Regions from separate parts of the Mus musculus genome. Here regions 2, 3, 4, 5 and 6 are each linked to region 1. Evidence: chromatin contacts called from public ChIA-PET, Hi-C and HiChIP or PLAC-seq data. All regions are on one chromosome and are shown on one strand. Each heading gives the region's core, a stretch centred on a gene start, on an enhancer-like site or on the middle of the called end of the contact. The rest is flanking DNA. Distances are from core to core; before and after follow the strand shown.

Region 1 (4,117 bases), core at 646-3,145:
GTGGTGGTGCTTGGGGGGCTACGGTATTTTCAGGGTGTAGATTGCTAGCAGTGGGCTTTTGAAAATGATAACTGGCAGCTTATTCTACTCTTATTCTTGTCTGCTTCTGGACACTCATTTGTAAAGTCACCATTGGATACACCAGCCACCGGGAAGGACACAAGCTTGTGAAACTGTGAGCCCAAGTAAACCCTCCTTCCCCTGTTTCTATCAGGTGTTTTGTCAAAATGGCAGGAAAAATAGCTAAAACAATAGATATTGTAGCAGCAGCAGCAGCAGCACCTGCTGCAGCAACAGCAGTGGTGGATCAGTTTTGATTTAAAAGTTCACCCAGAAAGCAGCTGGGACCCTGACACAATGGTGGCTAGGACCAGTTAGAACACCATTACCATACTGTGGTCACAGAGCCCAGAGGCAAGTGTGGTGGGCACTACCGGAGATGGGGAGGGGATAGCTGCTCATCCTATTCAGAACTTAGGAGTTGATGTCAGTGTGGGTAGGGGTAGGAGTCTAGGCAGGATCCCTCTGCTTGGAGACTAGGGAGCCATCAGGGGGAGAGGAAACTCCATGCATGGGGGTGAATGGCAGAAGACTGCGAGTGAAGCACAGCAGAGAGCCCCTGGGACTGGGAAGGCTCTGAGGAAATTATTGTTGGCTTACCTCTATGAGAAAGCGGCAAAGGAATATTGCAAAGTTATCACTATTACGTGCTGTATTTTAGACTAATGTGAAGTAATGTGAATCCTGGGGTGAGTGTGTCTATTGCTCCTGGATTGGGAGGATGCCCAGGAGCTGGCTAAGAGGACTCTGTAAGACTGAAACATTTGGAATAGGTAATTTGCTCATTGAAATCCACTGACAGCATTTTTCCCCCTGTGCAAATATGACCTAAGCTCTTTGAGTCAGAAAAGTTTCCTAATAAATAAATCCTTAGTCATCTGTTGCCAAGAAAATGAAAAGGCTTTGGTATGGAATCCATCAACCTGCTGGCCTTGTTCTCACCCTGAGACAGGGCCTGCTTTTGAACTCGTGATTCATGTAAATGGCTGAACTCGTGATTCATGTAAATGGCACCCTTGGAATTTTGGGTAGGGCAGGGAAACAATTCAGGAGAGCTAGAGAATGAAATTAGATTTTTTTTTTTTAAAGATCAGATCAGTCCTTCCTTGATCTAAATTCTCCATCTGCCCTTTGGTGAGGGTGGAGAGGAAAGCCCAGGTCAGTGGGTTCTGAGCCTTCAGTTGACTGTGACTTTATGTAATTATAACAAACTCCTTTTTTGATTTTCTTCCAAAAAAAATATTTGGCAGGGTTTCAACAGACCGAAGAGAAAGGGGTGGGGGAGAACAAAAAGGAGAGAGAACACAGAGATACAATAAGAGATACACAGTAACATAGAGACATAGACACACAGTAAGAGAGCTACAGATACATAAAGACATAAGACACAGAGAGACAGAAAGGACAAACAGAAAGAGAAACAGAGAGAGCAAGAGAAGGACAAACAGAGAGACAGAGCATGAGAGGGACAGACAGAGAGAAACACATATACAAAGGAGAGACAGAAAGATGAGAAATAAACTCAAAAGCAGATGCATAATGAATTTTAAATTGTGGGCCCCGTGAACTTGCAGCTGACACCTTCCATTAGACAGGTGACAACTTTTCCTTCCACCTTCCTGGTCCTTTCCTGGGCACCCAAGCAAAGGAAAGTAAACCCGCACAACAGAGGCCCCTGCCACATGACCAAGGATCCAGAGCTCTCATCTGAGTCCACTAGGGCAAAGCAAGGCTGAAAGCTCGGGGGGCGTGGTCGGCCGTTCGGGGGCGTGGCCTAGGAGTTGGGCGTGACTTAGTGATGACTCAGCGGCCCCGCCCCGTCCCCGGCCCGCCCCGCCACTTAATTCTGACGCGCGAGGCCGCCGGGTGCGAGAGCCGCCCCGAGCCGGACGGGCTTCTTACTCCGGCGTTGCAACCGCCGTCGGAACCGCCCTCTCGCCACCTCGGTGGCTAAGGTGCCGGGTACCAACGCCAGCAGCGGAGCGCGCCAGGGAGCAGCGCGCCTTTGTGCGAGGTAGGCTGGCCCCACACTTACTTCTCACACAAAGACGAGGGGCTTGCAAGGCGGCCGCCCGCCGGGAGAAAGCGACGGGTGTCTGACCCCGGCCTGGGGGACCCTGTCGTTGGCCTGCAGGGCGGGCTGGGGTATGCGGTCCCTCGGGCGTAGGCGAGCAGCGGGGAGCCTGGTGGCCCTGCGCTGCTTGGGGAGGTCTAGGGTGCAGGGCCCGGGCGGCGGCCCGGATCGAGGGGCGCCGGGGCGGAGGGGCCCCCTGGAGAGGGGGGAATCCAGGCTGCTGCTTGGTTGGTTCATTGTTGCATCCTCGGCCCTGCAGACCCAGACCTTAAGACCCAGGCTGCAGTGGCTGCGCGCCCCGGGCCAGATGCCCGCCTTGCCTGTCCCGGCAGCAGGACAGGGTCAGCGTCCCGAAGCCGGCTCCTACCCGGCAGACAAAGGCGGGGTCGTGCTGCTTTGAAAGGTGGTAGTGACACTGTTTCCTGTCTGCAAGTAACTTTTCTATGTTGGACTCTGCTGTGCCTCTTGGAGTCCGGTCAAGCCAGGGGGTTTGGGTGATGTCAGCGCAGAAGTCCCCACATTTTTGGGGGACTCAGTGATTGCCTCCTGAAACATTTCTGGATGACTGGGAGGTAATCTGGTGTATAAGAGCCAAGTTTTGACATGTGTGCTGGAAGTGAAGCGTCCCCAGCTCTCTTTGAAATGTAGAGAGTTCCTGTTGAGAGGATGAAGTGCACACACCAGCCATCCCAATCCCTTCTCAGATTTTTGTCCAGGACTGCTAAGTGAGGTTACTTAGTCAGAATGGGGGGTGATACTGGAGGCGCCAACAGGGGAACAGAAGGAGCCCTGTTTGGCTTGACTTTCTGAATTTGAGCCTCCCTGCTAACAGGTACACTTTCTCTAGGCATGCTACCTCACTAGCATTTGGACATGTTAAAGTTGCTCTAAATCCTGTCAGAGATGCCTGTCTAGGGACGGTTCCTTAGTGTTTGGAGTTTCAGGCTTTACAACTTTGAATTAATAATCATATATATTTGTGATAAATTAAAAACCAGAAGATAGGTCACTCATGTGGCCACCACCCACACATACCCTGAGGATGAAGGTGTATTTGCTTTATAGGTGGCAGGGAAGTTTGTGTGTGTGTGTGTGTGTATGTGTGTGTGTGAGAGAGAGAGAGAGAGAGAGAGAGAGAGTCTAAATGAACACATTGTTAATTCCTAACCTTTATACTTGTCTAAAGCATGACATTTAATAATGATAACTTTGCAATGTTCCTTTTACTGCTTTCACAGAGGATTATACTAACAACTTGTTTTGGAATATATTTTCTCAGAGCTTTGCCAGTAACTATTTATTCAGAAGGGAGAGGCGGGAAGATGAAGGGAAAGTAATGTGCTTTGCACTTCACTGGAGATAACACAAAAGACTTTATCATGTATATATATATTTGTATGGGTATATCTAAATCTATATCTGTATACACACACATATATCCATATATGGATATAGATAGATATATATCAGGAGTAGCTTGGGACCGTTTAAAAGGTAAATAAATGTTTTTACTGTGAAAAGTTCTGAGAATCCTGAGAAATCCAGGATGGAAAGAGCTGCCTGTAGAAAGACTAGCCGTGTTTTCCATGTGCCTCATGCACATCTCAGAAAGTTTGTGTTGAGAAAGTAAAATATGTTTTCATTACAGTGAAGAGTTTCGAGTGTCTAAAAGGCCATTCAGCTACGTACTTGGCCGGTGGACATCTTTGTCATTACTTATATTTTCCCCTTGTAAAAATTTTGGTCTTTGAGTTCTTTAGTATGCAAAGCAGAAAGAAGCCTTTGAGACAGCCCTTTAGAGGCAGGGTGCTCAAGAGATGATGAAGTATTCTGCAGTCATTTCTGAAGCAGGAGACACCATAGGAGGAGGTTGGGACAGTGTGCTGTCAGGTCCCATTTGCAGTTTTTCATCTGCTTTGGGTTCCTTAATATGCATGCACACTTGGAGTAGTTGCAGGGTTGTCCCCTAGGTGGTGGGCAGAA
Region 2 (4,117 bases), core at 698-3,197, 890 kb after region 1:
TGATGTTAGTTGAGCATTTACCTTTGCTAGATCAGTGGTGGTCATCTGTAACTCATACCACTCAGAGAGTAATTAACAAAACTACAGCCTTCTACTGTAGGTAGAAGAAACGAGGGAGGGTAGAGGAAAACAAGAATGAAGGCAAAAGTGAAAACCAGTGAAATTTTACTAAAAAGCCAGGCTCTGGAGACGAGAGCCCCTAAGAAGTTCAGCCCAGGAGAGCAGCTGCTCATTGGGCCTCCATGTCCCTACTGCTCTCTTCCCTCGGGCGCATGCTGAGCAAGCCCCAGAGATTAGACTACAAACAAACCGGCAGTCCTGGGCGTCCCTCCTTGAACTCCATGGTCCTACAACCTTTCTCCTGCTCTGCTTTTATCCGTAAACTTACCCACTGGCATCCCAGCAGGATTCAGAGAATGAATACATCTAACGTGTGCCCTCTGAAGGTCATGAGCGGCTCTAGTCCTCTCAGATCCGATGGTTAAGTACCAAGGGCAAAAAGATAGGAGTGGTTCATTCTCTCAGAATTGCCGTGTTTGTGTGCATTTGTTTTATTAAATAGCAGGAAGGTATTACTAAGATTTTAGTAAATTGTACCCCACCCACCCTGCCACCACCAAAAGTGCACACGAAGCACCTCAGACAGATGTACTCGGTGCTAAATTCTCCTGGCTCCATCTAGTCACATTTGCAGTAACGCTATGGTACATATAAGCTGTTAAAAGTGCTGTTCACTTGCAGGATTACTGAAGGAGCAGATGGTAAAGTCTGGAGGCCCTTCCAACAATACAGCATGGTCCTCACATAGAAGCCACATCTAAAACGCCCCAGGGCAGCCCTCTGTGCTCAGGTCTCTACAACAGAAACATGAGGGCTTCCTATTCTATGCAGTTATAGAAACCATCCTGAGGCCAGAGTGGAGGGACAAAGTTAAGACAAAATACAGTTGGGGAAACAAAGGTATTTCCCACGGAATGCCTTGGGGTCACCAAGACCCTGTCCTTCATGTCTGACATTGGTCACACCTGCCACTGGGTCTGTCATTGACTTACGAGCTCCATGCTGGTCTGACCTGGCTTCTCCCTGCTTTTCCCACACTGACTACATATAGCTGCCTTACCTCAAAGCCAGAGAAGCTCAACACCGTCCAGTGAAATTGGAGCCACCCCACCAAGCAGCCCCCACCACATCCTGACCTGGCAGACTGGGTGAGTTGTCCTGTGAACTCGTTGACTTAGTTCTTCTGGGCTCAAAATGGAGTTAGCCAGGAAGGACATCAGCAGTACTGAGCTCCCAGCAATGGGAGGATGTATCAGCAAATGGTGCCAAGAATCAAAGCAATGCCTGGGCTATCACCTTCTCCCCAGCTGGCCTACTGTTTTTGATGGGGATGAATTCTGTGTGTTCTACTTAAACGTAGGTAGTGATTCCTGGGCTGAAACAAAGAAGTGGATTCAATTCTGGGCGGCATTTGATTTTTCTGCAAAAATGTCAGGGGTAGGAGAAAGAACCCTGAGTCAGATATTACACAGGCTTCTCAGTGTGGTTGCTGTCTTAATATTGGGGTGCATCCAAAAAAAAGAGGGCTCCCGTCTTGGCTAAACAGTTGTTCTGGGTGCATCAGCAAAGGGGAAACTGTACCTTGAGACCTTTAGGTAGAGGTTGCCCACAGCAAGATACGGAAACTGGAAGTGAGCTTTAAGTGTGGACTTAGGGCCAGTTAGGATGTTCCAATCTGCTGAAGGGTCAAGCAGACACAAGTGTTTTATTATCACATGCTGGCACTTTCTACCCAGCTCCTCTCTTCTCTTGCTGCTTCTTAGATGGTCCATTCTGTTAACACCTGTTGGTTACTGGAAATGGGCCCCATATCCAGCTTAATCCCCAGCTTTGGCTTTGCTGAGCGCTGGTGAGCGTGTCTGGGAAAATCTGACAGCTGCAGGCTGAATTATAAGACCATCACAGACCCACAGTTGGTTCCACTGCCTGTGTCCAGGCTCCCACGCTTGGCATCCTTAGTCCTCCACATTTATCTGCAGTGACTTGACACCAGGAAACTTCATTTTTGGTGGAGAAGATGGGGAGCCAATGCTTATTGAGTACTTAAAACACAAAGGCTGACGGCTTCTTTGAACATAAGTGAGTTTCGTGGAAGCCTGTCTGCTCCCCGGCAAGGGAAGTAGCTAGATATTTTGGATTCATAAGTGAGACAGAGAACACAAGTCACTCACTCCATACTTTTCTGATAAGTCCTAAAATGTGGGCCCTAGATCAGCACTTTGGGCTTCACCTGGGATCTTCTTGGGCCTACCCAAAACTACTAACTCGGAAGCTCTGGGGTAGGCCCAGTGGGCGTCCTTAAATGAACCCTTGGGTCATTAGGATCCGTGGTTGGACACTCACCGAACCACCCCACACTGCTTCTTTCCTCTTTTCAAATTAAGGAAACATAGTCTGTACAGTGTTTCTCATGTCTACGGCTAGGGTAGCTTTTGCCAGTAGCTGCTACCCCTCTCTTTTATTATAAACCACTGCCACTTGTCCATACCAGCGCCAGCCTCTAAATCCAGACAGCTTCTTGGCTTAGGGTTTGAGAATCTCTCGGGACTAATTCATACAAGAGCCACACATCTGTATACCTCTATAGGGTAAATGGTATCGTCCAACCAGGACACTTGGGATCCTCTGTGGGCCATGCCCAGTTTCATCTGATCTGACCATATGACTGCGTCATTTGACTGATAGACAGGCTCTGAAGTTTACAAGCAGCCCTCCCATGCCTACTCACTCGAGTTACCTCCATTACCGCATGTAGCCAGTAAGGCTCACAACCAACTGGAAACAGAAGGTTATTGTCCCTGAAGGGCAGCGTTCTTCCAGATTGAGGATTACTCAAGAATAATAATGTGATAGAGAACAGGACAGTGGGTAAAAATTGCCACTGTCTGCCTTCCTAACAGAACTACTGAGGTCCTGCTGCTCAGAGATGGAGCCTGAGTGTTCTGTATGATTCTTACTGTGTCACAGACACATGGGTATATATATATAGTCATTGGGTTAAGCTACTACTAATCACGTGTGTCCACTCTCCTGTGTAACACAACCTTTCTTCTCTTCTCCTTCCGCTTTCCTTTGTTCAGAGAAGCAACAGAAAACTCTCCCATCATGGATGGGTCTGAGTCTCCAACACACCAAAGTACTGATGAATAGAGGTATTGTAAGGGAACGTTTTGTTCTTACTGCCCACGTGTGTGATCCAGATGTCCTGCATATGTGCTGCCTCTGCCCATGTCATAGTTTCCAGGAGGAAATGTCTGAATAGTGTGGAAGCTATTATTCTTATGTTTTCTTTCTAGCTACATGTGGCGCTGTATGTTCGAATGTGTGTTTTTACATCAGATGTAGGCTAGTCCATGCTCCTTCCTGGAAGACACCCCCTAACCCCCAATATATTTAGACTTTCTAGGCTTTAAGTACAAAAAAAACCCTTGCAGTGGTTGGGTATTGTTTACCAGCTTGGGCCACACTCTCCGTGAGCACTGAGCCAGTACTGTTCTAAATAGCCCAGTACTCTAACTCATTATCCTACCACTTTTCAGTGATATTTGCATGCAACACCAGATGTCATAGAGTCCTGCTTTTCAAAATGTGGCCTGTAAATTACCACCGCCACCTGGAGCTCAGAATGACTCCTGGAAGCCACGCTGGCTGCTGAGTGAACTGCATGCTGCAAGCTGCAAAGTGCTGCTCTCCCAAGTACAAAATAGTGGGACCTGAGAGTCTAAGTAACCAACTGCGTAGTGCTGACGCTGAGAAGCACGTCAGGGACCACTAAAGTGACAGGGGACCATGCAGAAGTGGGAAAAGGGCCTTAGTTAGAAAACAACAACCTAATCAGGCTCTGAGTAAGAAAGAGACAGCCACACCAAAGTGCTGGGCACTCCACAACTCAAATGATCAAAACGCTAAAAGGGTTCAGAGAGGAGAAATGCCCTTTAGTTCTGACACACACCTCGTGAGCCTGGCTTTAAAGAACGGCAGTGAAGCAGGGAGGCAAGAGGGAAACACACAGGTGTTTCCACCCTGGCTCTATGGCCACTGACCTACAGCACTATCC
Region 3 (4,117 bases), core at 1,102-3,601, 870 kb after region 1:
GCAGGTCTGGCCTGAGTTGAAAAGGAGAGGAAAATGGAAGGTGGTCTCTTCCACTTCTATTTGGTGGAGGGCGGAGGTAACAAACTCACTCCTATGGGTGTCCAAGGGTGATACTAGGATAGATATATGTACCTGTGGAAGAGAACTAAGACTGACACTGTATAGTCTGAGTAAACGACTTTGGTGGTAAGGTTTTAACATCAGAAGAGAGATCTCCCTGCCCTCTTCCAGACACATCAGTATTTCTACTTAGCCAAGCTCTGTGTCAACTTCCTCATCTTTGCTGAGAGCACAGAAGAAAGATCATGGAGATTTGCATTTCATCTCCAAACCTCCATATTACAATAGAGCAAGAGCCCTGGGACAGCAGGATCAGCTCCCGGGGTTCCTGAGCCAAGGAACAGTGCGCCTATGCCTTACCCACAAGTAATGGTTTCAATTAGATAATCTATCAGATGCTGTTAATGTTTAAACACAGATTGTCTCTCTATTCACCTCCTTCCCTCCTTCTTAGCATGGAGTGCCCTCTTCAAGTGACATTTGTGTATTTCCCTTTTGGCAAAAAGTGCCACTTAATCTCCCCCAAGAGCAAGCCACCCCGAAGACTCCCAGACACCCCCAAAAGATGCTTGCTTTTCAAAGAACTTCCACTTCACTACTTACTGAACTAATGATTCCATTTGTAAAGTCTCCAAGCATGTGTTGTTCGTGTTGGAAATCACACTGAACTTGCAGAGATGGCCCCTGGAGATGGCACACTGATCCTGCCATCTGCAACGTGGCATTATACCACAGGGTCTCTAGGACGTCTCTGATGTAAGGAATTCATCCTTGAGAACTTCTCTGGGAAATAAATATCTCGTTGTCATAAAGGGGAGTCTAACCCCTTTCTCCATATTCACTCCTGGGTATCTGCCAAGCCTCTCCCTCCCAGCTTCTACAGATCTGTTGGGACTTGGCTGTCTTCATTTGCTTGTCTTAACTTTTCATTTTCCCCTTAGAGGCCAAACAGGCAGTCATTTCCTTCCCTCGATTTTACAGACAACAGATTTCTTTCTTGCTGGGGGTGGAGATGGGGGATATTACTATTTGTGTTATATTTCCCTTCCTTCCAAAGAGGAAAGCTCCCCTTCCACCTTCTGGATTGAGGGTGGGAGCAGGGGGCCTGCTCATCTGCATCTGTCTGTGAAAACAGATGCACAGGTCTCTGCGAATCCTCAGCAGGATGCAAACTCATATCCGGTGCCGACTGGCTTGGGATCTTTGGAATGACTGCAACAAATTCTCCATTGCAGCTGAGTGAGGAGAGCCTTCCATATGGTCACAGGGAGAGGGCTTCTGTTTGCTCTGTGGCCCCTCCACATGTGGTCTCTTCACATACAGCTGCCACCAGCCCGGTCTAGGTTCCCCAGCTGGAAAATGGAAAATGGGTCCCAAGTCCACAGTAATATCTGTGATGCCATCTGGTTTCCCCTGAAGATCCCCAAATGCCCACTGAAAATGACTTTCTTTGCCTAGCCATGTTTGGATAATAATCATCTTCCTAGGGCTGGGAATGTAGCTCCCTTGGTGGAATCCTTACCTGGCGTACTTAAAGCCCCAAATTCAATCCCAGCACCATATAAACGACTGGTGCTCATATTTACCTCTTTAATGGCAGAACTCAATAAGTAGAGGCAGGAAAATCAGGGTCAAGGTCATATATATGGAGGTCAAGGTCAGCCTGAGCTAGAGACCTTGTCTCCAAAAATACACCTATAACCAACTGTCTTCTTCACCATCAGCTCTTCCTCCCTCCCTCCAGTGACCTCGTTCAGTAGAAGCCTTTGGGTTAGGAGTGTAATATGATCGTGAACTCTAGCCTAGAATCCAAGTAGAGATCTCACTAACTCAGGAAAGGTTTTCTGGAGAACTCAGCTGATGGTAGGTTTTCCTGGCTGTCATCAGAGGGAGGCTGAACCACCTCAATGAAGTGATCATTCAGAAACCAAGCCAGTCCCCTAGCTGGCCCCTGTGTTGTGGTGCTTCCGGGCAACGATTGTGCCCTCCATCCTCATTGTTTGCTTGTCTCCGATTCCTCCAGTGGGTGGAACTGAGGGCTGAGACTATGTCTCCCCCATATTACCTTGCACATGGAAGGGACTCCAAAAACCTCTGTTGTCGCACCAGGAGATCTGAAGACCGCCACTGGCTTCCTGTCCTTTGGCCTTCTCTTGAGTTTTGAGATCAGCGTATGTGGCATGTGGTCCTGCCAGGAAGGAAGATGCAAGCAGATGCAACCCACAGGGTGTTGTTGCCTTGACACCAGAGTAGTGAGACAGAATGTTCCCCCTCTCACCGAGTTTCCATTCAAAGGATAAGCAGGCCACACAGAACAGAGCTTGTGCCCCACCTCTGCCTCCCTGTGCCAGCCACCATGACCTCTGTGGTAAGAGTAGAGGTAACGCTTCTCTGAGGACTCAATGAATTGTAGCATGTAAGAATCCCTGCTGAGTTCTATTAAACAATCAAACAAACAAACAAAACCCACTTTTCCCCCTCTGCCCGCAAGCTTCCTGAACTGACAGGGCCAGCCACACCAGCCACCACTCCTCATTTTCTTGCCTGTCCACTCAGGGCTCTTCCTTTTTTTTCCCAACATGAATCGTTCTGAAATGGAGATGCCAACACCCTAATAAAAGCGAGGAAAGATTTCTAAGAACAATGACTAGTATTCACATGGCATTTAGCATGTTCTGAGTTATCTTTTAGCATCGCCCAAATGTTATCCTGCTTCATTCTCCCAATATTTGTAGAGCCCTGTTTTCATTGCCCAGTTCACAGGAAACAGAGACCTAGGAAAGTTCTAGAACCTGCCACCTCCCATCCCAGATCCACTCAGAAGCTAAGCTGAAACATACACACAGACCCAATAACCCTAGACCCCAGACTGCAGGCTCCAGCTTTAGGAGGGCGCTATACCAGTTTGTTTCCCAGACTATCCTTTTCTGTACATCTGAGTACCCTCTCTAGAAGGATATTCATGTATTATCAATTACCTTTCAGAAATATTCATCTCACCTGCTTTTCACTGGCTCCTACACCAACCCGCTATTCCTTCCATCCCTTCCCGGGCAGCGCCTGGCTACTGTTTTTTTTCCATGTATCAATTTTGAAATTTCACTCTTCCAGGTACAGTAGAGATGACACATCTATCTTCTTATTTCATCTTACAGACAGCTCCAGTTTAAGACTATTTAGTATTCAGGATCAGGAAGAGATAAACCCTTTAGGCTCTTGTTGGTAATTAGACATCCATCCCCTCCTCCCTGCCCCCACCCCTCCACCCCTGCCTGCCTCTGTCAGGAGGCAGGGTTGGGAGAGTGCCATTCCTAGAGGTTTGGGTAGTGAAGGAAGGAGGTCATACTGTCTATAACATTCCTTTGGTAAAACTTGAAGAAATGAAGGCTAATGGCTGAGAAGGAATGGCCTAAGTTGGTTGTTTATTGGGTAATCAGTGTTTCAAGTTCGGAGACATTTTAGAAGGTGGTCACTTTCTAGGTAGGACCAGGATGGTTCTCAAGAAGGTGAAATGCCAGCCAGGCGAGGTGGCACACGCCTTTAATCCCAGCACTTGGGAGGCAGAGGCAGGCGGGTTTCTGAGTTCGAGGCCAGCCTGGTCTACAGAGTGAGTTCCAGGACAGCAGAGAAACCCTGTCGGGGGTGGGGGGGGGATTCACATATAACCCTGAGGGGTCTTGCATGTGCAATATGTATTGGTTCAAACAATTGATAACAGACTAATTATAGTGCCAGACTTCCCCAAGGCCAGATACAGACTATGAAATTATGTTTGTCAGCTGGGTGTGGTCATGCAGGCCTTTAATCCCAGCACAGAAGTAGAGGCAAGTGATCACTGAGAGTTCAAGGCCAGCCTGGTCTACAGACAAACAAACCAACCCAGATGGACAGGGTAAAGTATCATGTATTTGTGTCCTGAACTTATAGTGGGAGAAATTCCCACTGGGCTAAGTTTCTAATTCTGTTTCTGCTATTGAAGTGGTCAATGCAGAGAGCTTCTTTACCTTTTGATTTCAGCCAGTGTTGCTTCCTTTCTTTAACCCTTTAAGAAGGCAAG
Region 4 (4,117 bases), core at 958-3,457, 840 kb after region 1:
GACTCCTATGGGAAACAGGTGCTGCTGAGAATAAAGGAGCTCCTCTTATAGCTGAGCTGCCAGCTCCTTTTATGCAGTTAATCTTACTGAGGTGTGTTTGTTCCAGTACAGTGCATTAGACCTAGGGCTTTCTTTGTGCTAGGAACATATGCTAGCATGAGCCTCTGAGCTCCATTTCCAGAATACATTCATTCATTCTTTCTCCTCCCTTCACCTCCCTATTTTTAGTATGGGTGCTAGGGATATGAGCTTGGGTCCTCTTGCTTTCTCAGCTAGCACTTCATTATATCAAATGAACCATCTCCCTAAACCAGTAGTCTATCCCTTTTTATGGCAGAATAATATTCTTTGGCTGCTGCTTCAGCCCCTTCTGCACTGGCATACAACAGACACACACATGCAGATGTTAATATCTGCTCAGTCCCTCACAGAGCTCACAACTGACCACTTTTGTACTGATGCCAACCTTTCCCCAACCCTGCCTGCTTGTTTTACATTTGTCCTTGAGCCTCTTGTCCTGGCATCGACTGCCCTGTGAGTAGTGAGTCAATTTCTTATTTGTTTATTTTTGCCTAATGAAAATGCACAGACCGCTTCTATCCTTGCCTCATATGGTATATAAAAGATACTAAGCACCATGCTTGGCACACATCTATAATGCCAGAACTTAGGAAGTTGGGGCAGGAGGATTGCTGTGGGCTTAAAGCCAGCTTGAACTACATAGTACTGGCCCAGCCAGTGCTGTATGGCAAGATCCTGTTTGGGCAAAGACAAACAAACAAATAAACAAATAAAATGCAATTGGAGTAAAGTACCTAATAGTTGCAATCCAGTGCCAATTTTAAAGAGATCCAAACATATATGTGTTCAGTAGCCTAAGGGACTTAAGTATAAACTGGATAACTCTCAAGGAAGGGTCTCAGGCACTCACACCACTGAAACACTGAGACATTTGCAAGGGAGGGCGGAAAGGGAGCCCACAACGTTTTACCACTTATTTCTGCACGTAAAAAGAAAGAGAGAAGAAAGGCGAGGGGACATTTAAAAATGGCTTCCATTTCGACTGACCTTTGGCTTTGTTTTCTGACTATTGGACTAAAAAGAAATCAAGAGCTAGTGACAGTTGGCAATCAAGATTGCGCTCCTGGGATCCTTCAGGCCACCAGACACTTTCTCTTTTATAGAAGCGGAAAGTGTTAGATTGGGAAACCCTGGTGTCAATCATCGAAGAGTGCAGCAGCTTACTGCTGATGAGCTGTGCACTGCTGGAAAGATTTTTCTTAATCAGCATGGTTCACTGGGGAAAGCCAGGGTGCCCCGACCTCCCTAAAAACTGCTAAACCTGTTTAACACCCATCCCCAGCACAGCTAGGACCCAATAAATACAGTTTTCCTCACTAGGCAGAGTCTAAGCAACAGATCCTGCTAATCAGCCAAGAATCTACTGCTGGGATCTGCCCTGCTCAGATTGTACTGAGAAGGAACCTTGAGCAGACAGGCAATTTCTACACACGATGAGCTGTTCAGTCCAAGCAGGAGGAGAATTCCAGGATTCTGGGGTTATAGACATCCCTCGTTCTTTGGGGGATCACACTGAGTAGAAATAGGAAGCTGAGTTCTTGACCACTCTTTCCTCTTGGTCTGGCTGTGACTGCCCCTTCCGCATGCCATGTGCAGTTGAGGGAGGGTGGTCCTGTGTATACACATATGTGCGTATGGTGCATGTGCATGTGGAAGTCAACATTGAATGTTGTTCCCCGGGTGCCTTCCATCTTGTTTTTTGAAAACATTGGACCGGGGCTCACAGGTTCAGCTAGGCTGACTGACCAGCACATCCCAGAGCCTTCCCGACTCTAGGATGGTACTTCCGTGCCAACATGCATAGGTTCCGAGGCTCAAATTCAGGTCTCCATCCTTCCACACCAAACACTTTCCTGGCTGAGTTACCTTCCTAACCCTGGAAGTGCACCTTTAATGAAGCACCCGCCTTAATCGGTGTTCCCTACTTTGTGGAAGCCGCCTGAGTTGGAGCTCTAGTGCACGTGGTGGTCACATGCCATCTTGCGACCTTGCACTGTGGTCACATGCCGTCTTGCGACCTTGCGCTGTGGTCACATGCCGTCTTGCGACCTTGCACGTCTCTGAACTGGGTTTGCCGTGACTCCTTCCTCCAGTTCTTTCTCTACTCACATACTCAGCCTACAGTTACTGGGTAGCAGGTGAGAGACTGACTTGCCTCAAGCACTGTACATTCCCTAGGCTTGAGCGTGGCGGAGACATCTGAGTGAAAGGTCAGCTGCAGCAATGGATGCTGATGACTTAGGCAGAGGGGTGGGTAGAGCTAGCTACCTGGGAGAACTACCCAGACCGGGCTGGGAAGCCTGTGATTACAGGAATATCCCTGATGAGAGGACATAGCTCAGGGCAGGCTGCTGAGCATGCTCGGTTGTTTTCCTCTGCCCTCCCCAGCCCCTGTAAGTTCAGGAAATCTTCAAACTGACCCGACCACTTCAGAATTCCTCCTGGGGGAGGAGAAGGGGAATGGGATACCAGAGCTTGAACCCTAGGACCAGTCATTCTGGAATGACTGGAATATGGGAGTTGAAGTCTTCACTCCTAGAACTTAGCATCTTCTTTCTGGAGAAGGCATGGCTCCAGCAGGGAAATCCATAAAAGAATAGCAACCAGGACCTCAGCTACAGAGAGGGAGGCTCTGCCCAGGCCATTGCATGCCTCAGAAAAGCTGGGTGGTCAGATCTTGTAGCAAAAACCTCAGACCAAGCTGCCTACTTCCTGCCAGTGACAGGCATGGCTGCTGAGCAGCCTGCACGACACAAAGGGTTCATCCTTTAGCTGGCCGGGAAGCAAGCCGGAGATCTGCTTCCTGCCACCAATGTAGCAGCCTCAAACCAGATCCCTGTCCAAGTGGAGAGGTCTTGCACCTCAATTCTCAGCAGCATGTAAGGAGCCTCCCCCAGTTTCCACATAAACCAGGTCCGGAGGAGCTAGGGATTGACTCAGTTGGTAGAGTGCTCACTAGCACTGCGTAGCTGTGCACAGTGTAACCCCAGCCCTTGAAAAGAAAAGGTAAGAGGATCGGCAATCAAGCCCATGCTGGGCTACAAGTTTCAAGACAATAAAATAAAATCATGTTCTGAGTGGTGGAACACACCTTTAGCCCTCGCACTGCGGAGACAGACAGGTGGATCCCTGAGTTCAAGGCCAGCCTGATCTATAGAGTGAGTTCCGGGGCAAATGGGGCTATACAGAAAAATCCTGTCTTGACAAACCAATACACAAACAAGTAAATAAAATCAGCTCAACCGGTTTAGGAAGTACCTGTCCTTGTCATCAAGAAGGGCAGTTCTTGAAGCACCAGGGGTGTGAATATACAAACAAGATGCTGTTAAATAATGGTCCTTAAAGGGCCCTCGTTCCCTTGCTGCCTTTCTTTTCAGTCCACACGGGTGATGGGGTGGATCACCTTTAAGGTGAGCAGCTATTCACTGGTAACTGTTGTCATCATCTTCTGCCTCCCATCTCAGCTTTCCCCAGGGTCAGGTGACCTCCACCAAGGGGGTGAGGTTGTTGAAATGATGCCTCGCCCTTGGACCAAGCACCTCAGTACCCGAGTACTGACATGCTCGCCTCGAAAACAAATAGAAAAGTACAACTTTTTCCACACAAACTAACTCTGTCCTCCAAAGTACTCAAACACTACATGGAAATGAACACTTTAGAACCCCTTACGGCTTCCTCAGTACAGGGACCAAGTCCGGAGGTTGACACTTAGTCACCCCCTATCTTTTCTCGGCCAAGGATTAGTTACTCTTCCCACTGCTGCAGAGGCAGCTTGAAGAAGGACGGCTTTACTTGGCTTCACAGCCGGCGCCTGCCAGCCGGAGCAGACCTTAACTGGTTACATCATGTCTAACTCTCAGGAAGACCCAAGAGACGACACTGGTACTTCGCTCGGCTTCTCCTTCCCATTTTATTATCCTGGACTTCAGTCAGAGGAATTGTGGCTCCCACGTTCAGGGTGGGTTAACTTGGTTGAACTCCCTTAGAAACAACTAGCAGGCATGCCAAGAGCTGTGTCTCCTAGGTGACTCTAAAT
Region 5 (4,117 bases), core at 768-3,267, 770 kb after region 1:
ACCCCTTTGGGGTCACATATCAGATATTTACATTACGATTCATTACAGTAGTAAATTACAATTATGAAGTAGCAATGAAATAATTTTATGGCTGGGAGTCACGTTAACATGAGGAACTGTATTAAAGGGCCGCAGCATTAAGAACGTTGAGAACCACTGCCCTAGAAGGACTGGCATTGCAGATCGTTTGAACCACCGTGTAGGTGCTGAAAACCAAACCTCGGCCCTCTGCAAGAGCAACGCATACTCTTAACCACTTAGCCATCTCCGCAGCCCCTTAGAATGCTTATTGACTTGTGGCTGGAGCCAGGGTTCCTGTCCAGCTTGGCCACATAGTGGAAGGACCCAAGACACTTTAAACTGACTTTTTTGTCCTTGTTTTGTTTTTTCCGTCAAAGATCCTCCATTGGTTCTGATATAGCCAAGTCCAGAAGTCCTGTTTCAGGGCCGGGAATGTCTTTATGTTCCCTTGACCCAGATCTAAGAACAACTGATTCCACTAGAACTTACAGTAAGGGACATATCCCAGGGACCTGAGACACTGTACAGAGGCTACCTTCCTGAAACATGGTAGAGGGGCTACTTCTGAAGGGCCCAGTCCTACAGAACCAAAGCTGCAGGATCTCCACGACACAGGGCAGCAGCAGGATATCTTGGGGGGAGTCCCAGTGAGGATCCAGTATTGATAATAAATAAATCTTAAATAAATATTTATATGAAAACATTTGTGGGAGAGAAGGCATGTAAATTTAAAATTTACAAATTTAAGGGGGCCATTTCTAACAGGTTGAGGATCAAGGCCTGCCAAGTTCAGATTTAGTCTTCCCTTCTCTATAGGGAATAAAACCGGGGGAGGGGGGGTGGGCGCAAAGGTCAGTTGTGTAGCTTGAGTACTTTCCTAGTGTGCTGAGGACCATGGGCTTGTGCAGCACCACAAAGAGAAACCCAAACAAACAAATAGCATAAATGAAATTTTCATTTATCCAACTGGCATCCATTTAGAGAGTCTTTCCTTATATTTTATTTCTTAAATACTTATAGTGTTAATTTAATTCCCAAATTTTAATATCTAAGTTAACAGCTAGTAGAAGACAAAGGATCCTCTCTTAAAAACCAAACACTAAATAACTTCAGCCAAAATAAGCAGTCGGCAGACCACAAGCTGAGGCAATGATTGTTATTGCAACTAACATTTGTCTCCTGTCCCCAGTTTTATGAATTGCCCCTCAGATGGTATAACTGAATATCCATATTGTTTAGGAATGTTTAGACGTTAGCCATTATTGCACACGTAGTTAGAATGTATTTCACATGCCAGTTAAGAAAATGAGGGGTTCACACAGATCGTTTCACCACATGACCCCTTGAAGTTTGTTAAGAATTTACATTCCATCTCTTCCACAAATGCTTGCACATAAGAGTTTTGCTTAAGTTTTAGAGGGATTGCATGCACTCTGGGACCACAGTCATGTTTAAGAACACAAAGGCAGTCACTTGAGGATTATTTCTTTCAGCTTCTTGTATCACATGTGTGTGCATGTGTGTATGTATCTCCTTTGAGTCAGGTCTTATTGGCCTGGAGCTAACCAGTTAGGCAAGTATGGAGAGCTAGGAATCCCCAGGGATCCAACTATTTCAGGCTCCCAAAAACAGGGCTTTCAAAAGCAGCCCATCACACCTATTTCCTCCTCTTCCTCCTCCTGCTCCTCCTCCTGCTCCTCCTCCTGCTCCTGCTCCTCCACCACCTTCTCCTTTTACTTTCTATTACTTCTTTGTGAATTTCACATCATGCATCTCAGTCCTACTCATCCCCCCCCCCCCGTGCTCCTCCATATCTGCCCTCCCCCTTGCAACCCTCCCCCAAAGAAAACAAAACAAAATCTCAACAACAAAAAAAAAAAGTGCGGAGTGTCATGGTGTGTCACCATGTGTCACACAGTATACCCTTTGTCCACACATCTTCACTTGTGACTGTTCATTGCGGTGAGTCACTGGTCTGGTTCGAGACCTCTGACTTACTTCTATGACTATCAATACTGGATCCTCGCCAGGACTCCTCTCAGGACATCCTGTTATTGCCCTGTGTCATGGATCAGCCCCTTCAGAAGTTCATAGATGGAGTAGATGTTGGGGTGGGTCAACTCAAAGCCCTGGATCTGGGCTTCGGGATAGCTGAGTTGGCCAGCCCACCAGCTCTCCTGTTCTCATACCCTCATGGATCTGGGCTTGGGGGTAGCTGAGCTGGTCAGCCCACCAGCTCTCCTGTTCTCATACCCTCATGGATCTGGGCTTGTGGGTAGCTGAGTTGGCCAGCCCACCAGCTCTCCTGTTCTCATACCCTCATGGATCTGGGCTTGGGGGTAGCTGAGCTAGCCAGCCCACCAGCTCTCCTGTTCTCACACCCTCAGGGCCAGCTCCTCTGAGGTACCCACACACCTACCTTCTTATGTGGATGTTTGTGTGGCAAGCATTTTATCGATTAAGCCATCTCCTAGTGCCTACGTTGCAATTAATTGACTTGCTTGATACAGGCCCAGGAGTCCAATTTACCTAAATAATGAATGTCTTGTTGGCAATTCACCTGTGACATACTGCCACACATGCTGGTTCATAAAGTGTGCCCTAGCCTTCCCTGTTCTATGTCCTTTCTTACACAGAGCACATGGCATTGGCTGAGGCATCCACAAAGAGTCTAGTTGAAGCCACAAGTTTATCTAGCATTTAAAAACCATCGGAGTTCAAAAGCAATTTCTTATCTTGGGAGTGAGACCCAGCAGCATTAGGTCTGGGAACATAATTTACTTAAACTGGGCTCAGGGGTTCCGCTCATTAACTCCTAGACAGCAAGACAGAGAGAGTGAGTGGCTGTAGCCTACCATGCCTGGGCTGTCATACTTGCTTCTGGGAACTTGACATTTAGTGGTCTTGACAGCCTCTGAGCCGAGCACTCCACTGTCACATACCACGGCAAACAACAGCACCTTATGTCGAGTGACCAGAAATGCGTTGGAGCGTAACTTTAGATGTGTGTAGCTCACACAGATGAGGAAGGACGGTGCTGCTCGGGAAGGCACTCAGTGTGAATGACGAGCCTGGCTCTTAGACTGGGTGAGCAGGATGGATGCCTCCAGAGGACCTCATACCCGGGGCAGGAGCATCGGCTGTGCCTGATGACAGTCACTAAATCTATAAGAAAATGGGTCTCAGAGCAGCGGGGAAAGCTCAGTGGATCAAGTGCTTGCTCAGCCAGCGTGAGAACCAAAATTGACATCCCCAGAACCCAAATGAAAGCTCTACAGGCGTGAGGACTCGCTTTATGCCCCACCCTTAGGAGGCAGAGACAGGGGAAGCTGACTACCGTGACTAGCTGGAATCAGCCAGCCCTGACTCTGTTTCAATAAAGCAGAAGGTCTTCCAGAAGGACATCAACTTTTAGCATGTAATATACACACATGAATGTGTATCCATACACGTGTGAGCTCAAGCGCAGGCATGAGAATACATACACACAGAGAATATGGATCATTGACAGCCTCCGAGCCACACTCCACTGTCACAAACCACAGCAAACAACAGCACCTTATGTTGAGTGACCAGAAACGCACTGGAGTGTATGTCCACACAAGTGGACATACTGTAAAATTAATACGCTTGTTTTCTTACAACAACAAAATTGTTTAGTGTCTGCTGTCAGACACAGAAAATGCAGAAATGACTGGCCTTTGGCACCGATCGGTCCCACGCTTATATTTTAGGAGTAGCTAAAATTTCACAATATATAGGAGATATTGCAAACAAATCTAAGAGAGATGTCTCATGGAAGTGCAAACATCAAGACCAGGTTCAGATCCTCAGGTCGCATGTAAATGCTGAGCTGCTGGCAAGGCTTGAGGGGTGGAGACGTTCGCTGAAGCAAGCTGACTAGTTAACCTAGGCAAATTACTGAGCTCTGGGTTCAAGTGAGTGTCCCTGTTGCAATATGTATAGAGGACAGTGACCAGGGAAGACACTGGACATCACCCACACATGAACATGCCAACACATGAACCCACACATGAACATGCATTTGTACTGCATACGTGTGCACTCTACACTTTCTAACACACACACATACACA
Region 6 (4,117 bases), core at 1,098-3,597, 600 kb before region 1:
TCTGTCCTGTGGGCTGGCACCTAAGGACTCAGTGTGCTTTTGATTTCCTCCTCTTAGCTAGGAGTTGGATGCGGAATAACAGCAAGACAGCTGTAATGCCAGAATAAAAGGGAAATAGTGAGGCTGTCCCTAATAGCTGGGATTCCGTCTGACTTCTGACTATCTGCTACCTGTACAGTGTACAATTTATATGTATTGTAGCACGGGTCTTAAAGAAAACTAGAAAACCCATATGGGCATTGGCATCTCCTAGTTTTGTGTGTCATAAGAACTTATGTATAAAAAGTCAACTGTGCAAGCACCAACCCTTAGTCTCGCTCTGGGGCAGTGCCCACCATCACTTAATGAACTATTAATATAATCACAATAAGGAGCCTCCTTCTGGGCTCATGTCCTGGAAGCATCTCTAGGCGTGCATTGATTCTGGAGTAGATTTTCTCAGTGCAGGGCCACTGTGAGGGTCACTGCAGCACGAGCTGGGATTCATTAGAGGGAAACAGGTGGGCATAGGATTTTACGGAGAAACATCTGGGCAAAACTGGCTTAATAGATAGGGAAGTAATCATACTGATAGTGGCATTCTTTGACCAACGGCAGTCTAGAGATCTGGGCAAAGAGCTTTAACTTTGAAACAGAACTGACTTTTATTAAAATGTTCTACTGTTGATTTTGTTTGTTCTGTTTGTTTTCTGGCTGCAGTGACATTTGTCACATGTAAATTATGGGGAAAGGAGTTCACAGTTCCAGGTTATAGTTCATGATAGCAGGGTCACCACAATGGCAGGAAATCGAAGGTTTTCAATCATATCACACCCATAAATCAGGGACAGAGAGCAGTGGATGGCACGCATGCTAGAGCTCAGCTCACTTTCTCTGCTCTTTCACAGTTCAGACACTAGGGAATGGTGCCACCCACAGTGGGCAGATCTTGCTACCTCAACTAACACAATTAAAATAGTCTCCTACAGGCATGGTCATAAGCCAGTGGTTCTCAACCTTTCTAATGTTGTGACCCCTTAATACAGTTCCTCAGGTTGTGGTGACCCCTAACCATAACAATATTTTCATTGCTACTTCATAATTGTCATTTTGCTAATTATGAATCATAATGTAGAATCTCCAATGGTCTTGAGTGTTCCCTGTGAAAGGTTTGTTCAATCCTCAAAGGGGTCATGCATGACCCACAAGTTGATACCCTCTGCCATGGGTCAACCTAGTCTACTCTCCCCTCACTCCACCCCAACCCTTGATCCTTCCTTTCCAGGTGATTCTAGATTCAAGTTGGCTAATCAAACTAGCCACCCCAACCACAGCCCAGCTGTGTGCTTGGGATCAGGTTCCTTAGCTTTCTCTAGCTTCCATGTTCTCCTATGAAAATAGAATGTCTCTTTCTTTGTTGTGCTTAGACAGGGTCTCACTGTGTCTCAGCCTAACCTTGGATGTGAGAGCCTCTTGAGTACTGGAATCACAAGCATATAACACTATGCCAAACCATGTAGGTTGTGACAAAGTTTCTCTCAGATACTAGGCTTCCCATCTCCTGGGTCTACCTGTCCACTTCTTGTAAAATAGCAAGCCTGCTTGTCCATCCTGGATATCTAAACACGTTAGATATCTGGCCAGAGTGGCCGTGCTTCACTCCTGACCTGCCTTCAGTAAGAATCTTCCTAGGTAACTTTAGCTAGAGCCCTATCCCCAGTGCTTCATCTTGGTAATTTTCAACATAGGACACGCGCGCACGCACACACACTCACAGCTCCTTCGTTATAAATGGTTGTTTGTCTCTGCTGAGTCCCAAGTTGAGCAAAATCTATCTCCCCTGCTATAAAATTCCATTGTTAACCGTCCCCATTGCAATGCTCCTGCATAGTCTTTGCTGTTGTGTTTTAACATGCCATTGGATTTTTTTTCTTTAATAAATAGAGGTGGGGATGGGGAGAAATCACCCAGGGCCTCTTATCACTGAAAACCTCCTTACCCTTCCCTTCCAATGCTATACAAGGAGGTGGTGTTGGGCCTCCTGCAGCCAGCCTTAGGTATTGTTACACTTGACCTATAAGTCTGGCTGTCAAATCTACCCTGGGGGAAGTCAGAGGATAGTGGCTTGGACAGCTTCAGGATGAGAGGTCACACCCTAGACTCAAATGCTTCCTGCGGACCCTTAGGTAACCCAGCGTGACGTCGAAGGCCTCCTCTCTGCAGGAATAGCCAGGGGTTTGGAGGCGCCTGGGACTCCCGCAGAGCGGCGGCCGCCAGGTGGCACCACGGACCCAGGGCCCGTGCGCTCCCGCGGGCGTGGGGCGGGGCAGGAAGGGGTTAAGGCGCCGGCGGAGCGGCCGCGGCGGTCTGGGGAAGCCGGGCGCGGGGCTCGGAGGAGGGAGCGGCCGGCTGCGGGGCCCCGGCCAATCGGGCGGCTGGCCGGGCGCGCGGAGCCACAGCGCCATGGAGGGAGGCGCGGCGCCCGGCCGCCCGTGACCGAGCGTGGCGAGCCCGAGAGGCCCGCGGCGCCCGTGGCGCGGAGATGAGCAAGTCCGCTGCGCTGCTGCTCTGCCTGCTCGGCTGCCACGTTTGGAAGGCAGTCACCAAGACGCTGCAGGAGCCCGGCGCGGGAGCCCAAGGTCGGTGGGCGGTGGCGGGGCTGGAGGGGGACGCTTTTGTGTCGCGCCCGGGCCTGGCGCGGCCGCGGTGGCGGCTGGACCCCGGCCGCATTGTGGCGGAGGCCCAAGCAGCACGACCTGCATCGCGGTCCTGCAGTCCCCCACGTCGCGATACCCGGGGGGGCGGCTCCGCCCGGGGAACACGCTGGGCCCGCGGCGCATATGCTCCCCGGGGATCTGGGTGGCACCAGCTGCTCTGCCACCCAGGAGGCAGCCGCTGGTGACTCTTCGGCTTATATCCAAGGTGCTTTCTTTTATGCATGATTCGGACACACGGCTCCATTGCCCCCCCCCCCCCAACTCCCCCGCCGCGGGAGGGATAGACCTGGGTGGCTGGTTCTCCCCCACTCCCCCCCCCCCCCTTCCCTCTTTGGGATCCCTGGAGCTCTGGTCCTGGAGTTCCAGCGCAAGGGCTGTGCCCGGCCCTTTTGTTGTGGCGGGGAGGGGGCGGCCGCCGCCCCAGGGTGCCCCTTGCGCCCTGGCGACCCCAGGTCTGCCGCCGCAGTTTAGGAAAGTTTTGGTATCTTCTCTCCCGACCCCCTTATTCTACGTGATTCTCAGACCTTTAGGGATTTGTTGAGCAGCCACAGGGATCATCTTGAGAAGAGAGAAAACTGGAACTAGGAAACCCTAATCACTTAAAACCATTTCCATGTCTGTCTGTCGCCAGCTCCTGCCTTTTGTTTAATCTTTGGCCTCTTATAAATCTGCTTCCCATCTGTACAAGAATGGCCACCAAGAATGGCCACACGCTTTTTTTTTTTTTTTTTTTTTTTTATCTGAATCTATTTGAGAACAATCCTGGAGCTTTCTTGACATGATTTTGTCAAGACAAAGTCTAGTGCTTCTCTGTTGCCTTTTTCTGAGGAGCGACTAAAGCCAACCGATGAGCATGTGTTAATTCAGCCAGGGCATCTCCTGCCCAGGGTAAACTTGGTTAGGGAGGGGCCTTCACTGGTCTTATGTGAGCTCCTGCAGGCACTCAGACCCTTGGCAAGATTCTTGACAGAAAGGTGTGCCCTGCTAAGTTAGCCCTACACACATGAAGGAGTGCCCCATCCCAGTATCCTATCACAGGGCCCAGCCTCATCCTTCTTCCCACCCTTTGAAACTTGGGACCAGGGGAGCCTTGACTTCCACCCAATATCTTCTTGGTGTCTGTTGACAGTCTGAGTTCAGTTAATGCTATTGGAGGTTTTTGTGCTCAATGCTTGCTGAATCGCTGGTTGGCATCTTTTAAATACACTGCTGCACCCATAGTTGACAGTAAAATATGACCATTAGGAATTGGGTGTGAATTTGGTAATGTATACTATGGAAGGGAGGTATTAACAGGGTACCAGAAGACCCATAAGTCACAGTAGGAGGGGGATACTTATGACATTAGGTCATCAGTATTGAATGATAGCCTCTTTCATTTATACCCTACTGCTTTTTGAATCAGCTTTTTAAATGAATAC

Evidence for each region. Hi-C and Micro-C count contacts between places; a contact is called where the count stands out from the background. ChIA-PET counts read pairs in DNA pulled down with a chosen protein or histone mark. HiChIP or PLAC-seq counts read pairs in DNA pulled down with a chosen protein or histone mark.
Region 2: a contact with region 1 is called in a Hi-C map of muscle stem cells, with 4 times the contacts expected there. The contact joins the enhancer-like site here to the promoter of Fam107b in region 1. A contact is called at or near these places in 1 of 39 promoter capture datasets (hippocampal neurons), 1 of 484 Hi-C or Micro-C datasets (muscle stem cells) and 2 of 115 datasets of contacts at active chromatin or transcription factors (astrocytes and embryonic midbrain).
Region 3: an RNA polymerase II ChIA-PET map of memory CD8 T cells shows a contact between it and region 1, with 16 read pairs. The contact joins the enhancer-like site here to the promoter of Fam107b in region 1. A contact is called at or near these places in 1 of 39 promoter capture datasets (hippocampal neurons) and 2 of 115 datasets of contacts at active chromatin or transcription factors (embryonic stem cells and memory CD8 T cells).
Region 4: a contact with region 1 is called in an H3K27ac HiChIP or PLAC-seq map of embryonic stem cells, with 2.5 times the contacts expected there. The contact joins the enhancer-like site here to the promoter of Fam107b in region 1. A contact is called at or near these places in 3 of 115 datasets of contacts at active chromatin or transcription factors (bone marrow-derived macrophages, embryonic stem cells and memory CD8 T cells) and 1 of 9 other capture datasets (embryonic stem cells).
Region 5: a FOXA1 HiChIP or PLAC-seq map of pancreatic cancer cells shows a contact between it and region 1. The contact joins the enhancer-like site here to the promoter of Fam107b in region 1. A contact is called at or near these places in 1 of 39 promoter capture datasets (hippocampal neurons), 1 of 484 Hi-C or Micro-C datasets (muscle stem cells) and 5 of 115 datasets of contacts at active chromatin or transcription factors (the NIH/3T3 cell line, astrocytes, embryonic forebrain and 2 more).
Region 6: a Hi-C map of muscle stem cells shows a contact between it and region 1, with 5 times the contacts expected there. The contact joins the promoter of Fam171a1 here to the promoter of Fam107b in region 1. A contact is called at or near these places in 1 of 484 Hi-C or Micro-C datasets (muscle stem cells) and 2 of 115 datasets of contacts at active chromatin or transcription factors (fibro-adipogenic progenitors and pancreatic cancer cells).

The regions. Positions count from the first base shown.
Region 1 is chr2:3,711,563-3,715,679 of GRCm38.p6, forward strand. It overlaps Fam107b (family with sequence similarity 107, member B), which reads left to right and starts at 1,896. Exons shown (of 4, transcript NM_025626.4): 1 at 1,896-2,074.
Region 2 is chr2:4,604,859-4,608,975 of GRCm38.p6, forward strand. Frmd4a (FERM domain containing 4A) reads left to right here. Exons shown (of 23, transcript NM_172475.3): 22 at 1,112-1,208. Among named protein-coding and RNA genes, the nearest start is that of Gm13179, 12 kb to the left of the region's middle. Within about 2 kb of position 1,948, at least 5 of the 459 cell types and tissues checked have an H3K27ac peak or open chromatin away from gene starts, as enhancers often do. A contact at or near this core is called in muscle stem cells, where this site is marked.
Region 3 is chr2:4,578,605-4,582,721 of GRCm38.p6, forward strand. The region is part of intron 14 of Frmd4a (FERM domain containing 4A); the gene reads left to right. Among named protein-coding and RNA genes, the nearest start is that of Gm13179, 14 kb to the right of the region's middle. Within about 2 kb of position 2,352, at least 43 of the 459 cell types and tissues checked have an H3K27ac peak or open chromatin away from gene starts, as enhancers often do. A contact at or near this core is called in memory CD8 T cells, where this site is marked.
Region 4 is chr2:4,547,399-4,551,515 of GRCm38.p6, forward strand. All of the region lies in intron 11 of Frmd4a (FERM domain containing 4A), which reads left to right. Among named protein-coding and RNA genes, the nearest start is that of Gm39751, 36 kb to the left of the region's middle. Within about 2 kb of position 2,208, at least 18 of the 459 cell types and tissues checked have an H3K27ac peak or open chromatin away from gene starts, as enhancers often do. A contact at or near this core is called in embryonic stem cells, where this site is marked.
Region 5 is chr2:4,478,359-4,482,475 of GRCm38.p6, forward strand. The region is part of intron 3 of Frmd4a (FERM domain containing 4A); the gene reads left to right. The region is part of intron 3 of Gm39751 (a long non-coding RNA gene); the gene reads right to left. Among named protein-coding and RNA genes, the nearest start is that of Gm39751, 33 kb to the right of the region's middle. Within about 2 kb of position 2,018, at least 57 of the 459 cell types and tissues checked have an H3K27ac peak or open chromatin away from gene starts, as enhancers often do. A contact at or near this core is called in the NIH/3T3 cell line, muscle stem cells and pancreatic cancer cells, where this site is marked.
Region 6 is chr2:3,116,035-3,120,151 of GRCm38.p6, forward strand. Fam171a1 (family with sequence similarity 171, member A1) reads left to right here and starts at 2,348. Exons shown (of 8, transcript NM_001081161.2): 1 at 2,348-2,618. The coding sequence starts at 2,522.